Linked DNA regions of Thunnus thynnus: region 2 is linked to region 1. The links are chromatin contacts, called in public Hi-C maps. All regions are on one chromosome and are shown on one strand. Each heading gives the region's core, a stretch centred on a gene start, on an enhancer-like site or on the middle of the called end of the contact. The rest is flanking DNA. Distances are from core to core; before and after follow the strand shown.

The links. Hi-C and Micro-C count contacts between places; a contact is called where the count stands out from the background.
Region 2: a contact with region 1 is called in a Hi-C map of heart, with 5 times the contacts expected there. The contact joins the promoter of mis12 here to the promoter of dna2 in region 1. A contact is called at or near these places in 2 of 3 Hi-C or Micro-C datasets (heart and muscle).

Annotation. Positions count from the first base shown.
Region 1 is chr1:23,961,466-23,965,997 of fThuThy2.1, reverse strand. dna2 (DNA replication helicase/nuclease 2) reads right to left here and starts at 3,183. Exons shown (of 26, transcript XR_010928645.1): 1 at 2,814-3,183; 2 at 2,202-2,258; 3 at 964-1,930; 4 at 704-821; 5 at 232-381; 6 at 1-63.
Region 2 is chr1:24,090,249-24,094,547 of fThuThy2.1, reverse strand. mis12 (MIS12 kinetochore complex component) reads left to right here and starts at 1,799. Exons shown (of 2, transcript XM_067591945.1): 1 at 1,799-2,444; 2 at 4,059-4,299. The coding sequence starts at 2,055. ppm1g (protein phosphatase, Mg2+/Mn2+ dependent, 1G) reads right to left here and starts at 25. Exons shown (of 14, transcript XM_067591932.1): 1 at 1-25.

The DNA.
Region 1 (4,532 bases), core at 1,934-4,433:
GATCCATCATCAGAGTGGCCCTCCAGATGCACCACACTGCCACGGCTAACGGGTGTCATCTCCCTGGAAACACAGTGGAGGAATTATCATGTTACATGCAGGATCCCCAACCACTACAGACAAACATCCATGTAAAAGCACATCATCCATGTGTGATAAAAGACATGAAGAAAATAAGGAACTGAATAAAACAATGTGACCGGGTCAGACGGCCCAACCACACATTATTACCATCCATCTCTCAGCAGACATGTCTCAGTCGGATGCAGAGATTTAGAGCATGAGATAGTCAGTATTTTGTGACCCGGCCTCTCCTCCGAATCCAAAACCCAGTAGCGGTTGTTAGGGCCTCCAGAAAGGATCACATGGTCTGGTACTCTGCTGCAGGAACAAAGAGGAGTTTTATCATATCATATTTTTTTTTTCCTCCAATCATCTGTCACACATAATTTTTATAAAATCTGACTGAATTTTTTAACCTAGAAAAATAATCATATGCCTTGGTGTCATTATCATTTTCCAGTTTCTCATTTTTTTATACAATGAAGCTAATGTCTTCCCATAGAGTGATAAACTGACACTGTAATATAGAAAGCTTATCAGCATGCACCACCTTGGCATGCTGTTGAAATTAAACCAAATCACCTGACCTGATCAAACTCCACAGTAACACCACCAGCCAGCAGGTTCATGTGTATCTTACCGGGTTTTTTTGGATTTATCCTCCATGTTGAGACCTTCACTGGTATCCATCTGCTCTGCAAACCAGTTCTCGTCCATCATCTCTTCTACATGACACGCTGACGCCACTCCTGCGTTTCCTTGTTTGGGGAGGGGGATAGCATAGCATATTGTAATATTTGACATAATAATCACAATAATTATATCATGATCAATTATCATAATTATAACATGGCAGGTGGCAGTTCGAACCCCAGCTTTGATCCTTGTGCACCACTGTACCTCCAGTTTTCTCTTGATCCGATGATGTCACATTGCCTCTGTCTCCTTTTGATGATATCACAGCTGTTATTGCAGCCCCTTTCTCGTTTAGGTCGTCCTCTCTCTCCTCTGTACTCCTCTCCGGTGCAGGTGTGACTGCTTGTGCACTGGGTTTGTGCATGTTGGCAGTTAGAGTGTGAGTGTCCTTATCCAGACGAGCGTATGGCCTTTCACTGGCGCTCCCTTCAGCCGCCTTCTGCTCCGTAATCACAGTGAAACCAGAATCTCTCTCATCTTTATCTCTTTCCTCCTGTTGTTGTGTCTGCGCCCTCAAAGAGTGCAGAGACTTGTTGTGCAATGTCGTGTTCTTTCTGTTGTCATTAAAGACCACTTCACTGCCTCTGGAGGGACCGAGCCCCAAGCTTTGACCCTCCGACCTCTTAGACTTGTCACTGGAAAACTGAGGTTTCTTCACAGGCCCAATCACAGGCCTTGTTACTTTTATGCCGTTAGCTATGGGACTCAGAATTCTTTGTGCCGGTGGATTGGCAGTCCTTGGTCTCTTGGCATTTTGGGACTCTTCAGGAGGGCTGAAGAGTCTTTTCAAGGAGCCAGAACATCCCTCTTCCCTCTTGGCTCTTCCTCCCTCCTCAGTAATTACTCTCCGTACATTTGACCCTTTGGAGCGGGGACTTCGACAGATGGGGGACAGTTGGCCGAGCTTCCCCTGGCTCGCCACCTCTCTGCTGGGCTGGGGGCTCAGTTGACCTGGTTCTCTGGAGGAAGAGAGCCTAATCTGACTGTTGGGGGTCTCAGGCACAGAGAGGAGGAGATCTGGTGAGGAGGGAAGGATGTTCTCAAGGCTCCCAAGGATACTCCTCTTTAAGGGAGAATGGGCTCTGAACATAAAGACTTCCTCATCTTTGATTTGTGGCTCAGTCTTGGCAAGAGCAACGCCAGTTACTGACAGTTTTGTGGAAGATAAGTCCTGAAAGCATCAAAGCAAACATGCAAAACATATTGAGCAAAGAAATTGGAGGTAGAAGAGTCAATGTAACAGTATTGTGACATATGACTATATATATCTCAGTTTTTTTATATAACAATATGTTAATATATCTTAAGTGTAATTTTCTGCTCCAGTCAAAAACATTGTAATCTGATTTCTGTCCAGCCGTCTTACAAGAAAAGAGAAAGATACACAAAGGAACAAGATGCAGCAAAGAGAAGAACTAATTGAAATAAATAGTTGTACCTACCTTCTGGTTTTGAGTGGAAAAGAAGGTTGAGATGTTCTTCTGCCCTCCTGGGGTCACCTGAAAAAAACCACAAAGCAGAGATTAACCAGAATTCAACAATCACTAAGTTTCTGTAGCTTTTCACAGGTGGTATGTGTTTATTTTCCACCACAGTTGCATGTTAAAACAGAGCATAATGATTTAAACGGCAGCACATTCGCTCAACATTAACATCTTGGTGGGTTTCAGATTTAATAGAGGGTCTTGATATAATCAACATTACCTCCTAAAACCGACAACTAAGCACGTTTGTGGTTAACTGGTAACTGCGATATATAACCTCTGCTCTTCATTTACAGGAGTTGGTGGTTAAACTGCTCTGCACATGAATGAATGAATGAATGAATGAACACTAATATTACCTGATAAGCCATACACAATGTTGTTCACATAATACTGCTGCCCAGAAAAACAAAAGATGACTGCACATGAGAGATCAAGTGAAACCCATCAAACCAGTCAGACGCACAGCTGAGTTAATAACGATGACAGGTGCGTCACATTTAGCGGGAGACATTACTCTGCCTCATTAGAGGCTGGTGTGTCAATTAACAACTCTCTTACTGAACTCACCTTGGGTTTCCTCAGTTTGGTCCTGTGCATGGTGGCTCAGGTTAAAACACAGGTAGGTGTGTGGAATTATATATGTTTGTTTATCAACGGATCACCGGCATCAGCTACAGCTAGCTGAAGAGAGTTTATTCTGTTTAATTTCAAACGACTCCGCATCTCCACAAGCAGGAGACTGTTCACTAACTGTCCGGCGTTAGCTACCGTTACTCTCCCGTTAAAACCACCGGGCTTGTACTCATTTTGATCATCATTCAGCTCTTTTCTCTTCCAGTGTTTGGAGGCAGTTTAAAAGTCTGAGGCGCCAAATTTTCTACTTCCCGCAATGGAAATGACGTCAGGAGTACATCCGCTGACAGACTGTTTTCGGGGCGTTTTACGGGCGTTATCAATTGTGCGAAGACCCGCCCTACTCTGCCTCTGATTGGCTCTGACCGACGTAACCTACCCAACCAAACCGAACCAAACCAACAATGGCAACGAGTACTAGCCAATCAGAGGCAGAGTAGGGCGGGTCTTCATGGAATGTCCAGATGGTAATCCTAGATTTGCGAATAACTATCGCGAGATTTGTACGCCTTATTCCTTTATTGTGTGCTTTGTTTTAAATTGAACAAAATAATTGTGTTTTATGACGTGGTAATGCAGCGGCTAGGCACAAAAAACACTCAGTTAGGGTTAGGGAAAGATCATGTTTTGGGTTAAACGATCGCTCTCGCGAGATCCTACGCAGATCCAGGGTTACCTCTAGACTCGACCCATTTTTAAGAGGGCGAGGAATGCAGCCATCATGTCGCCCTCTGTTGGTTAACAGCATGACCGACTGTAGATAAACATGACCATAGCACTATGATCACAGTGAAATCTCTAAAAGGTTATCTGACGAGTCAAAAGTATAACTGCATATACTGATAATACAATAAATGGATTGTGATCATCAGACAGTTAGGCTAACTTTTTTTCATTAAGTAGTGACACTATAATTCCTATTTGCATGTAAAACAGGTTTTATAGCTTACGGGATTCATTCTTGACCATGGAAATAACAGTTTGACAAAAGATAAATAATTAAATAAATTACAGTCCCTTACTGTTGTTTTTTTTTTGTTTGTTTTTTTTTGTGGAAGTTTTCAGTGACACCTCTTGGCCTTCATCAGCAGATTAACTTTGCACAATGATATTAATAAGTAAACAAAATAATGTCAAATGAAATCTTGTCAGTGACAGCCTACTGAGCCTACTGAGCAAAGTCTGTCTCTTAACAATGACTGACATAGTAGCAGACCTGAATAAAAAAATATTTAAAAGTGTGATGAAATTAAAATCCTTTAGCTGTTTAAATTCCCTCTTGTTGTTAGCAAGAGGAGTCGGTATATTCATGTTTTATTATTAAATGTTTTAGGGATAGTTTGGAGGTGAAGAAGAGAACAGACTAGAAACTATTTGTCAGTTGGGAAAAGTGGTTATAAAATCTAATGATGCAGTTCTGCACCTCGTTGTTTTTCTTAGTTGAGCCATCAGTGCACCTTGATGTGGCCCTGTGGAGATTAAATGCTACATGTGATGATGATGATATGCTACATATGAAAAACAACAAAAAAAACAATTTTCATCACTTGTTTGATGTTGTTGAAACAGCCTCAGGTGCCTCCGGGAAGCAGTAGCCCATCATCCGAGACGAACAGAACCACTATCATGCTACTGATGGCTTTTGTGTTTTCT
Region 2 (4,299 bases), core at 550-3,049, 130 kb before region 1:
AGATGCTGCGCGCGCATGTCCCTTTCGCTCTGAGCAGGGGGCGTGTCCTCAGTGTACGTCATACGTCACGATGTCGGGAAAAAAATTAACCAATTAACGTTTCAGCAACATACAGGCAGGTATTTTACGTGTACAGATATATAACAAAATAATTAAAAAAAATATGGAAGATAATACAGTGTCAGGACCACGACAGAGTATTAGGGCCACACTGGGAGGGGAAAAAATGAGAGACTTCGAGAACAAAGTCATAATATTTCGAGAAAAAAGTACGATTACGAGAATAAATAAGTAATATTACGAGAATAAACCGTTATTACGGGAAAAATGTAATAGTCTAGGGGGGAAATATCAGAGTAGCAGTCTGCCGGTTAAAATGAGGAATGTGGAGCATCTTGTGAAGTTATACTTTAGTATAGGTTTCACACATAACAAAATACTTAATCTTTTGGCACATTAGCACCAGATAATTATGAGTATCAGGACTTTGGAGCCATTGTCCAAAGAAAGAACCACACGAACATGCACTAAACTGCTTCTTTAGCGGAAGAAGAAATGGCTGGGGGTGGTCGACTGCAACCCTACCGGGGTTACTATTACTTTTTTTTTTTCGTTATCTCAAAAATAAAACTTTTTTAAAATTCTGTCAGTGTGGCCCTGTACTCCGTCGTACAGGACTAAATGAATAGAAAGAAAAAAAGAGTTGTTGGTTACAGCGAGGTTACACAACATATTTTTTCATCATCTTAAAAAAACATAGTATTCACCACCAATAAGATTATTTTATATGTCCTAAAACATGTATCAAGACATATAAAAATAATCCGTTTGGAAAAATAATGTATTATGTGGTTTTTCCACAAAAGAGTATGGTCCTTCTCTCTCATTAAAAAAATGTAGAATTCAAATTTCATTTCCGAAGTTTAACTGACACAAGATGTCTCCTACTTCATTGCAAAGTTCATTCTCAGTGTCTGTGCACTGGAGGCTTCAAGTTTCCACATCATACTTGTGTAAGTTGAGTATTGGACCAGAATTGGCTTCAAAACTAGTTGTGATGTCAGAAATCCTGCTCACAGGCCCATACCTTAAAATCAGATTTTCAATGTGCACAGAGAAGCTTTCCACTTTCAGCAGATGAATATGAAAACAGTCTTATAGTGTCAAACTCTGCACATACATCATTCTGCACAATGAAGCTCAAATGTTCAACTGTTAGAACAAGAAGAAAAATATATGTTTGAGTGGAAGGGGACTTTAGGATTATGTGATAACATGTTGTGTAACATCCTCCCACAACTTTTGTTTGTTTTTTTGTTTGTTTGTTTCTTTCTTTCTTTCTATACATTTAGTCCTTTATGACGGACAATTAGGGCAAAAAATGAAATTCAACAGAATTTACACAATTGTCTCTTCAAACAAGAAGAAGGCGGTAAAAAATATTGATATGTGCTCTTTTTATGATGTTTTCGTGTAACTACATCCCCATGGTCTGTTATTAAATGACATTTAGACAAATTATTCAGAGACTGTGAGAAAACAACTCAAACTATGATTTAAGTGATATTTTTTATAAAGAAATTCAGGAGATACATGCTATGTTTTTGTCTCGGTATCTAATCTGTTTGAATGTATATCATGGTTAATTTTATGTATTTATTTAGATTTCTACATGTGCCGCTTGGTGGCGGTAAAGCGTCATCTCGTTGTTTGCCAACCGCCAAAAAACACCCAGAGGAAGAAGAAAAGCCAAACGTTGGTCGTGTCTAGATGGTAACCCTAGATTTCCAGAACTCTCGCGAGATTTCTATGCGTTGTTCCTTCTTTGTGCACGTTGTACAAAATAATTATATTCTGTGATGTGGCAACGCTGTATTTAAGGTTTGGTTAGGTTTAAGCACCAGAAACACTTGATTAGGGTTAGGGAAAGATCATGATTTGAGTTAAAAACATCACTCTCGCGAGAACTTTCGCGGGTCTGGGGTTACCATCTAGATACGAGACAAAACATCGGCGATTCAACGTGAGGCGGGAAACCCGGGGAAGAGGAAGAAATGGATGGACGCGGAGACATGGACGGAGAGGCGGAAAGTCTCTCTCCGTCGACTTTAAAACTGTACGAGACGCAGTTCTTCGGTTTCAGCCCGCAGACCTGCATGCTGCGGGTTTACAGCGCCTTCCAGGACTGCCTGCGGGACATGTTGCTGGTCGTGGAGAAGGTGTGTGTGAGGCAGCTGAGTAAAGGCGAGTCGGACGGGGCTGAGGAGCTGCTCCGGTGCCGGTCCCGGGAGTGTAGCCGGGAGCTGCAGCAGGTTCTTTTAGACCGGTTCAAGCAGCTGTCTGAGCGGATGGAGGCGCTGCTCGTGAACCGCTGCTTCTCCGTGCCGCCAAACGTCCTGTTGCCCGAGGACCAGATACACCGAGACCACCCGCAGGACCCTCAGGTGGGTGAGGAGGAGGAGGAGGAGGAGGAGAAAGAGGGAGTGTTTGTATCAGTATCATGAGAGGAAGTCACACACAACCCACTGCTTCATTCATGTACTCACAAGCAACAGTGTAGTCTGTAAATATTTGCATAATATGGACAGTTTCTGTGTTTGAGGGTGTTCACATCCATAATAAGTTGTCCTTTTTATACCTAAACTCGTCCCCTTCACAAGTTTAACAGTGCAGAAGGAAAATGACAAGGCTACAGTCTCAATCTGTTGAGGCAATGTGAATGTAAACACTCTAAAATGAAAGCTTCAATTATACGATTCATTACATTCCTGTGATATAACATAACTGTACATATTTACCTGTATACACTATAACACCTACTGATCTCTATACAACATATCAGTATCTCAGTTGCCAGTTTATTATCTAGCTAAAAGTAATGCAGTCGAATTAGAGCTGCAACGATTAGTCGATTATCGATTGGCAGGAAATTAACTAATCATTTAGGTCATTTTTCAAGTAAAAATGCCAAACATTTCTTGGTTCAAGGCTCTCAGATGTTATAATTTGTGGCTTTTCTTGGTCTTACAAAACTGTAAATGTAACTGTAAATGTAATATTTTGGAGTTTTTGACTATTGGTTGGATAAAATAAGACACATGAGGATGTCACCTTGGAGTCCAGGATGTTGTGATGGATGTTTTTAGACATTTTCTGATGTTTTATTGACCAAATGATTAATCATGTAAATACTCAAATCATCAATAAATAAATAATTGTTGCAGCACTAAGTCTAACAGTCATGCAGCAAATCTAAAATCATCAAGGTTATAATGTTACTGTTTTGTGTTGTGTGTTAGAGGGGTTGACTTGTATTCAGTTTTATTTCGAGAGGTGTTTTTCCACTCATTGATGAAAATGTGGTGGATGAAATATAAGAAACATCTGGTAGTATAAAGAAATACAATACGGCAACACCTCCAAAATAACCGTAAATTGAATTAACACCTTTTAGATAACAAATCTTTGATTCAATGTCCACTTCCTAGCTTTTCTCGAAGCTTTCAGCTGCATCGCACAGTCTTCATCAGCAGATTTAGAGTTTACTCAGTTGTCATGGAGATGGCTCTGTTATCATAAAGTATTGAAGTTTAGTCACACGATAACAATTGTTTGTATATCTCCATCTGCTAATAAAGGCTGTGAGATGTGATTGAAAGCTTGGGGGGGAGCAAGTAAGTGGACCTTGAGTTAAGATTATTTTGTGAAACTACTTTTTCATGGTCAAGATTGAACTTTCACGCTCATCATTTAATGCTCATAATAAAGGCTCGTCCGCACCACACACTAGTTCATTTAATGTGTAACAAAATAATCTTGTCTCTTTATTTATATTATTTTACAGATTTTCTTTTTTAAATAAACACTAAAATATTGATATTGGTGTCTGCTTCATAGATCCAATATCTGTCATGCTCACTGATACAATACTGTCTGTTAACATAACACATCTTATGTATTTATTTATGTCTGTTGAGGGTTTGATCAGTATTGGTGTTCAGATGTTTTAGAGAACATGATTGAACATTTGGTTTCTTTTCATGATTTGTTCGTTTCAGGAGGTGATCAGACTGGAATCGTCCGTGGCGGACCTGCAGAGAGCCTACGAAGCGGAAGTTTGTGCCAGGCAGGCCCTGCTGGCCGAGCTGGAGGAGCAGAAGGAGGTGCAGAATCAGCTGGATGGGATCCTGATGTGGGTCAGAGAGCTCCAGGCAGCCTGGGTGAAGGAGGGAAACGGCAGCTTCCATGAAAGCTTCCGCCTGGTGATGGAGTCCATAAAGAAACTGCAGGAAGCTGTCG